Linked DNA regions of Rattus norvegicus: region 1 is linked to region 2. The links are chromatin contacts, called in public Hi-C maps. All regions are on one chromosome and are shown on one strand. Each heading gives the region's core, a stretch centred on a gene start, on an enhancer-like site or on the middle of the called end of the contact. The rest is flanking DNA. Distances are from core to core; before and after follow the strand shown. Region 1 has its middle 130 kb from the start of Slco5a1. Region 2 has its middle 14 kb from the start of Slco5a1.

Evidence for each region. Hi-C and Micro-C count contacts between places; a contact is called where the count stands out from the background.
Region 1: a Hi-C map of hepatocytes shows a contact between it and region 2, with 4 times the contacts expected there. The contact joins two enhancer-like sites. A contact is called at or near these places in 9 of 12 Hi-C or Micro-C datasets (the A7r5 cell line, the Rat2 cell line, frontal cortex and 5 more).

Annotation. Positions count from the first base shown.
Region 1 is chr5:11,140,795-11,145,516 of GRCr8, forward strand. It overlaps a transcript of Slco5a1 not described here. Among named protein-coding and RNA genes, the nearest start is that of Slco5a1, 130 kb to the left of the region's middle. Within about 2 kb of position 1,732, at least 9 of the 93 cell types and tissues checked have an H3K27ac peak or open chromatin away from gene starts, as enhancers often do.
Region 2 is chr5:10,997,850-11,002,378 of GRCr8, forward strand. No RefSeq gene overlaps it. Among named protein-coding and RNA genes, the nearest start is that of Slco5a1, 14 kb to the right of the region's middle. Within about 2 kb of position 2,697, at least 2 of the 93 cell types and tissues checked have an H3K27ac peak or open chromatin away from gene starts, as enhancers often do.

The sequences.
Region 1 (4,722 bases), core at 482-2,981, 140 kb after region 2:
GCCTTTACTTTGTAGTGTAAGGAAATGTGAAACTGTGTCAAACTGGTATTAGGATATCTGTGGAGTGTGCGTATGTGCGTGTGTGTGTGTGTGTGTGTGCGTGTGTGTATCTTTCTGGCTGTGTGTCTATGTGCTTCTCTGTAGAGGCATGTTTGTGATGAAAGGCTGCTTTGAGTCATAATGTAGAGTTTCATTTTTGTGGTTTTTAGAACAAATATTTATTTGGAGATCTGCTATGGTAAGGGCCGTATGACTTACTTCTTTATGTCTAATGAAACTGATTGTCAAAGGACTAATAAACCTGGGTTTACAACATCATGAATACTTGATTATTGAAAATTAAGGGGGGGAAAAGTTCAAAAAAAATAAAGTGTGTTGGATTGAAACTTGGTTGTCTCTAAATTTTGTTGTTGTTTGACGTGACTCGAGGCACCAGAGTGGCCCATACATCAGCCCGATGTTGACTGTATCTACAGGCAGAATGTTCTGTGCAGAAATTATTATGACCACAGTTTAAGGAGCCCATTAAAGCATTTTTTTTCCTTATGAACTTCCTAAGAGATTTCTTTTAGGTAGTTTATCATTTACTCAAATTCAGCAGACTTTTAGACTGCGGAACTCTATCCTATCCTGTGTGACTTGACAGAGGGTGCTTACCTCTTCCTCTCTGGCTTCACAACACTCAGATATAATTTTAATGCTTGTGTGCACATGTCCCTCAGGGATGGAAGGCCAGAGGCCCCAGTTTGAATCCGCACCATGAGGAACTTTTATTGCTGTTCCCAGTTTCTGGGTTAAGGCAAGAAGAGTCCCGGAAGTAAACCACCAACCTGTGCCACTAGATGGAGTTAGTCCAGGTTTGCCTAACTTCCTGGGCTCCAGAGAAGAAGGTGGGGGCTAAGGTTAGCATGTTCTGCCTGTTGTTAGCAGAGCTGGCTCTGCTGAGAAGTCTGCAAAGGCGCCCCGCTCACTCTTCCACAGAGTTGCAAATACTGAGAAGGCTTCAAGCAAAGAAGTTCCTAAGGTGAGATGAGCAAACCTCTGCCAATGAATGAGTCAGAAGCCCTGCCCCCGCCCTGCTTCCAGACAGTCTGGACTCAGTCTCTGAAACGGATTTTGTGCTCGAACTTCACCTGGGTAGAAAAGGCGCCAGAATGTACATGTGCCTAAAACTGTCCAACCCCACATAACCCCTGCGTCAGAGTTATGGCGCCCAGAGGACAGCCAATGTATTTTGAGGTCATTGGTTTGTCCTTCAGCTCAGACATGATTTCGTTGTATTGAGGATATCCAAACTCTTTCCTACCAGGCATTCGAGATATACAGTCAGGTGTCAAATAGTTGCCCTACCTTACTGCAGGTCAGAGGTTGTGTCTCGTAAGTCTCACCACCTCGCCTCCCCCCCCCCACACCCCTCCCAGCCTCCGCTCATCCTCAGTGGGTGCTCTATTTTAATCAGACTAAAACTCCGAACTCTCCCACAGGAGTGAGAGCATGTGTTAGCTGTCTCTCTGTGTCCACCAAACGGTTCCACTTAACACGGTCCTCCAGGTCCAACCAACACTGGGTTTCGATGCCTCTCCCGACTCACAGGAGTTTCCCCGAATGTGCTGGCATCTGAAATTTCTGGGTGAGATGCGGGAGGTGAAAGAGACGGAAACAGCAGCATGAGTCACGGGCTGAAGCCCTGAGTAGATATATTTAGTCTGCTTTGAGCACTCTCGCTGGAAGGATGATTGTTCCATTCCGTGCTCCCCCTACACACCTCATGGCATGCTGAAGGGGTCACAACGGTCCCAAGTACCTTGGCTGGCATATGAGTGTGCATGTGCAACTGGGAGATCCTCTGCACCACAGTCACCAGGAAAACCATTCACACAGAAGTGAGGGATGCTGCCTCACTCTGAAGCTAGTGACTGTGAACTAGGACCAAAAACATTACTGTCTACTGGGTTTCCTAGCCCTCATACAGGGGAACTTCCCAAACTCCCAGGTTTGGAATCTTCCTTCTCCAACCCACAGGCCCAACGACGATGGTTCAAGGAACCACTTTGATTCTAGAAGATTTTAGCAGCTGTTCAAAATGGCGATGGTGTGTGCAGAGTACGGCAACAGGAGTTCTTGCATTTTCTGTAACCTGAACACACACACACACACACACACACACACACACACACACACACACACACACACACACACGAATGACCTTGAGAAATGAGCAGTAAGAAGGGTTATAGACCTTGGCTACTTCGTTTTCTTGTTTTAACTCCAGCTTTGGAGTTTTAAGTGTTATTGAAAAAGCATCTAGGTTCTTTTTTTTCTTTGTAAAGTTGCCAGCGAAGATGGTCTCCAAGGCTTCAGCACATATGAGCTGAAGACACGCTTTTAACTGCACGAAGTCAGCAGAGCCGTGAGATTCCCTGCTCACCTTTGATTTTAAGAGCCAGTGTTTGACACAGTTCCAATGTATGATAGCAACGCAAACGGTAGCGATCTGAAACAGCACTTGGGTCTGCTATGACTGAGATCTCAGGTACTGAGGAAAGGGCACGCTTGACCCGCGGGTCAAGATATGTTCCCGTCACACGCAATGCACGAGAGCAAGCACAAGCAAGCTGCAGGGTCTGGACACGAAAATGTCTTTAGCTGTACTCGATCGCCACCTAGTGTTCATTATGAAAAGCACATGCTCTACTATGCTCCTGACTTTAGATGGAAAGTCTTGGACCTTTTTCCTTCTGGGGAAAGCTATTAGAATTGACTAGTTCTCCTCAATCCTTGAACCGGGTTAACAAACATGGATGTGGGGGAGTGGAGGGGAAGGAAGGTACAGATTCCAAGCTGAGGGTTTGAAAAGTTTTCTGGTATGAGGGCTAGGAGATCCAGTAGAAAGTGGTATTTTTGGTCATAGTTCCCATAGCAGCTTGAAGTCTTTGTGTGATGTCTCTACTCCCTAATTATAAGAGTCTAATTTTTAAAGGTCGTTCTCTTTACTTGAGTGCACAGTGTCATGGGTGTCTTGATGGCCCACTGAGTGAGGTCACAGTAGGATGGTTCTTGAGTATGGGATGGGACTGGGAACTTGGAGAAGTCTCAAGAGGGCCTTAGGGGACTATTACAGTTCCCAACAGCAGCTTTGTGGGTCACAGGGGCCCCAGAGACCCAGGGTGGGGCATGCTTTGTTAGGGGATCTTACTCGATATACAAGAATGCATTGTCTTGCCCGGAAACCGGGAAAGGGAATAACACTCGAAATGTATATAAGAAATACTCAAGTTAATAAAAAAAAAGTAAAAAAAAAAAAAAGAATGCATTGTCTACAAACCTAGACTTTGTAAACACCCAACAAAATTTGACTCCATTGGGAAATTGAAGAGGCCACACCCTCCAGCCCTGCCCATTCCCCGTTCCAGAGAAGACCAAGAAGGTCTCAGGTGTAGTTTGAGATTGGTGGTGGTGTTTTTGACTCAGATGCCAAACATCTGCTCAACTGTGTTGGTAGCTGGCAGAAACCATCTAGGATGGGCCTTTGAAGGCCACAAACGCTCAGCAGAGTCCTGATATCTCCCAGGACAGTCTGGGATAAGAAAGTGCATCTGCTGAGCACTTGTCATTGTTAATCCAAAGTCCTTGTTAGTTTCTGTAAACGATTGTCACAGGTTTATGGGCTTAGAGAGCTTTTCTAAGGTCACAGTAATTATAAACGTTAGAGTTCAAAATGAACTTGGGGTAGCTTGCTTGTCTCTTTCTAGCAGGATCCCTCAGTCTCACTATGAAGTTGAGGAAGGACCTTGAACGCCTGCTCTTTCTGCTTCCACCTCCAAGTGCTTGCATTGTGGGTTCTCGGCACCACGTCACTTGCACAGCACTAGACACTCACCCCAAATTTTGTGTATGCTAGCCACGCACCCTGGCCCCTGAACTACACCCCCAGGATGTGTAGGTCTCCTTTAATGTCATGCTCACTGTTTTTCTTGCCAAACATGGCTTTATCTAGTGGGGCCCTGTAGACTACTCATTTTCTCTTCCCTGACTCTGTGTGTGTGTGTATGTGTGTGTGTGTGTGTGTGTGTGTTGTGTGAATGCTTATATGATGCACACGTTGTGTTTAAATGGGAGAAGCATAGAGCAGCAGGTCCTCTTCATCTTTTAAGTCCAGGGTAAGCAGGGACTGGAACACAGAGGTCAGCTTAGTCCTTCATGAGGTCACAGATCAAACGCTACCCCGGGGCAGGTAGTCTCTAAGGGTCCTTCCACCTCTTGAAGCAGGTTTGAAGCAGTTCTGCGGACATACGCCCTCTTTGCATGGGGGAGACTGCACAACTATTGACTGAACTGCACTGCAGTAGAATAGACATGTGGCCTCAGAAATATCTTACAGGAAAGGAAGAAGAAGATACCGCAGGGTCTCTGTCACACGTGGAAATTTTAAAAAAATGTCTATGGGAAGGTAGGGCAATGAGCACGGAAGCCTGAAAGGTCGCTGAAGAAATGTGGAGGCAGAGGGATATCTGGCTAGGGCACACACATGTGGAACCACACAGAGACTCTCTCTCATATACACAACTCACTTGCACTATTTAAAGAAAGAAGCATGGACTGAAGATACATTTCTGAACAAGATGCCCCCCAGAGCTTGCTTGCTGTGGACGATGCTCTGTGTGGATTCCTCCAGGACCAATGGGCAAGTCTTTGAACCCTTTGCTGTTTCCTCCTCCTTTC
Region 2 (4,529 bases), core at 1,447-3,946:
AATAAATCTTTAAAAAAAGATTTATAATCTCGCTGTGGAAACATGCATATATAAGATTTCTAAGACATGAAATGAGAGGGTAAAGGACCAGGCATGCAGGACGGTAGATGCCTGTAATCCCGGCATTTGGGAGATTGAAGCAGGAGGGTTAGGGAATCAAAGTCATTTTCTGTTACATATGGAATTCAAGGCCAGCTAGACCTACCCAAGACTGTCTCAAAACACTCTCAAACTGCACCGTGCAATCAGACCGGCAAACTGCGTGCCCTCAGCATCTACATCCTGGGGCGTAACCATCTGTGAGTATTAGTTTTCCTTCGCTATGATGAAAAACAGCAGAGAATCGAATTGAGGGAGTCCTTTCTTTTGGCCTCAGTTTCAGAGATTTGGTCCACCATCAGCTGGATCCACTGCTTTTTAATCTGTGAATGAACAAAATCACTTTATGGGAAGGACCTGAAGCACAAAAGATGCTCGCGTCACACTGTCCAGGAAGCGGTGAGCAATGACAATTCAAGGACAGACCCCAGTAAGCTCCTTCCACAACCTCCAAACAAGTCACCAAATTATGAGTTCATCATCAATTATGACTAATCAATTGATTAGGTCAGAGCCTGCAAGATTCAAACACCTCTCACTGAATAGATCCACTAACTGCGGGTGGGGACCAATGCTTCCCTTGCGTATCTGGAACCAGTCTTCTGTGAATACCAAGGGGCAGCTGCATAGCAAAGGACTCATAAAAAAAAGGACCTTGTGGGCTGGGAGACGGCCGAGAGGGTAAGCAGCATGCTGTGTATACCCGATGACCCATGTAGGCTCTGATCCCTGGAACCTACTCTGGAGCCCACATGTGGTAGCGTGCGTCTGGAATCCAGCACTCCTTTGGTGAGGAGGGAGGTAGAGATGAGAGAACTGCTCAGAAGCTCACTGGCCCCGAGGAGGCCACAGTACAGCCACAGGGACAAGAGGAGGGTCCCTGCCTCAGCAGGCTGAAAGGTGTGGCCTGACCTCAGAAGTTGTTTTCTGACTGCCACATATGCACTGTGACATGTGTGTGTGACTGTATCCACCACATCTCTCTTTCTCCAGAAAATTAAAAAAAATTAAATTAGAAAAAGAAATCTTAAGAGACTGATACCATAGCTCAGGGATAGAGCAATAAAGCATTTGCTTGGCATGTAGAAGACCTTGGGTTTGGACACACACACACACACACACACACACACACACACACACACACACCATACACACATACATACACACCACACACACAAACACAACACACAAACACAAACACATGACACACAACATACACACACCACACAAACATACCACACACAACATACACACACCACACAAACACACAGCACACACACAGCACACAACACACAAACACACAACACACACACAGCACACAACACACAAACACACATACAACACACAAATACACAACACACACACACCATACACACACATACACAACACACAAACACACCACACACAACATACACACAGCACACAAACACACAGCACATACACAGCACACAACACACAAACACACAACACACACACAGCACGCACACACACCACACATACAGCACACAAATATACAACACACACACACACACACACAAACACACCACACACAACATACACACAGCACACAAACACACAGCACATACACAGCACACAACACACAAACACACATACAACACACAAATACACAACACACACACACCATACACACACATACACAACACACAAACACACCACACACAACATACACACAGCACACAAACACACAGCACATACACAGCACACAACACACAAACACACAACACACACACAGCACGCACACACACCACACATACAGCACACAAATATACAACACACACACACACACACACAAACACACCACACACAACATACACACAGCACACAAACACACAGCACATACACAGCACACAACACACAAACACACAACACACACACAGCACGCACACACACCACACATACAGCACACAAATACACCACAGACAACATACACACACAATGCACACGCACACCACACACACACCACACATACAACACACAAATACACAACACACACACACACCATACACACATACACAACACACAAACACACCACACACAATATACACACACCACACAAACACACAGCACACACACAGCACACAGCACACAAACACATACCACACACACACAGCACACAACACACAAACACACATACAACACACAAATACACAACACACACACACCATACACACACATACACAACACACAAACACACCACACACAACATACACACAGCACACAAACACACAGCACATACACAGCACACAACACACAAACACACACCACACACACAGCATGCACACACACCACACATACAGCACACAAATATACAACACACACACACACACACACACACACACACACACACACACACTTTCTTCCAGATAACTCCCAACCATGGAAATTGAAAGAAAGAGGAGATATGAGGACGTCTTATTCGAGCCAGTAAGCAGAAAGTGAAGTTTTAAGATGTGCTAATGACTCGTGTTCACTTAAATAGTCAAGCTTTAAGAATAAATGTGGGACACACTTTACATAAAGCTATGGAAACAGAACGGACCATTTTACCTAAAATAGAACAGCTATATTTAGAAGCTTTTAGTGTAGCTTGACCTTGGCATTTATATCAACACAGTTGTCTTTCAGACTGATCGCAACCCCTCGTGTTCTCCCTTTTCGTTCAAAACCACTCCATGGGCTTAACTGCTCTCTACAGCAGAAGGAAAATTGAATATAAATAGTGCACTTTACACGTTAGGATCTAAAGCATTCGCCTTTGGCCAGCCACCCACTGAGTGTGCCTGACTAGTAATTACCGTGTACATTACTTTCTCTTCTCGTTGCTGCAGAAAAAATACCAGACGAAAGCAACTTGAGGAAGGAAAGGTTTGTTGTCACTGTGTCCCCATGCTTGGCTTTTTTATGTTTTTCATTTTAAACTTACTTTTTATTTTACACGCATGCGCGTTTCGCCTGCATGTACGTCTGTCTGTGCCCGGTTTGTGTGCCTGGTGCTTGCAGGAGCCAGAAGAAGGTATCAGACTTGAGGAAGTGCAGTTGCAGATGCTTGCGAACCTGGGTCCGCTGGAACAGCAGCCTGTGCTCTAATAACTGGTACATGCATAGCTCCATCTTTCCCCTCTTTTCCTTAGTCCAGGACCCCTACCACATGACCGGGCCATTCACGTCAGGGTAGGCCTTCCTTCCTCCGTTACAGCCCTCTGGAACCGCCAGAGGCGTGTCTCTTAGGTGATGATGCAGCTGGCGTCACTTTGAAGCTCACCCCTCACACTGTATTTCAAGCATCTATCCCCAAGCTTCAGTGAGCAACGGACCATCAGGGATTCTTTTCTGAGCTAGGAAGATGATTTATCATCTAGACTTCACTCTGTTACTTAACAGCAAGCTCACTTTTGCAAAAATGGCCTCCAAACTACTTAAGGCAGTGCGACTAAAATGACCTTCATTCTTTCCAATTTCTTCCTAAATATAAATATAATACTTCCTGTGAGCATGGATAAATGGGGCAGAAAGGATGTACCTCATGGTTGGAGCGTTTATCCAGCTCGAGGCCCCCGGTGCAATCTTTGGTGCTGGGAAAAAAGTATTCACTATGGGAACATTGGTTAATTCTTTCTCATCTGTAGGGAGAGTTCCATATTCTGAAATCAGTGCTCTGTCTGAACTGTGACTTATGTTGTGGCTTTTGTCCAGTTTTGTCTTGGAAGAAAAGGTATACAAGCTCTAAACATTGTCTAAAAACATGCAATGCAGTTTATAAATTAAAACTTAATTTTTAGGTCATTAGCATCTCAGAAACAAGCCAACTAAACCAAAGGGGGTGCGTGGCAAATGGTTCTGGTTATATGATCTCCCCCCCCCCCCCCCCGGCTGATCTGGAACTCTGTACAGACTAAACTGGCCTCAGACTCATAGAGATCTGCTTGCCTCTTCCTCCTGAGTACTGGGGAGAAGGTCTATTCAAAGCTCATGTGTTTTATGAGAGGTCCTTCTTCTAGGCAGTGAGCCATTGGGGTTAGCAAGATCCATCACCCAGAGGCCTCTGGAAAGTAGCCGGTTTACAAGAACTACAGTAGAATCCAAAGTTGCTGTGAGGTTGTGTGTTTTGCTCATTAAGTGTCCTGGCTTTTCCTGGGAGGAAGCTGGGGACTGACTTTAATGCCACTTGTCAAGCAGGAAAGGGTAGGCTATGCCTGTAACCTCAGCATGCGGGAAGGGAGGAGTCTAAGTTCAAGACCATTCTGGGCTAGGTAATGAGTCTCCATTTCAACAGGAATGGGAAACAAACATCAAAACAAACAAACAAACAAACAAACAAACCAAAACAGCAGGGTAACCAAACAAAGCCCCTATCAGGTATGTGACACCAAGAGGATTAATTAAAAGCAGCCATTTTAAAATGTCTTCAA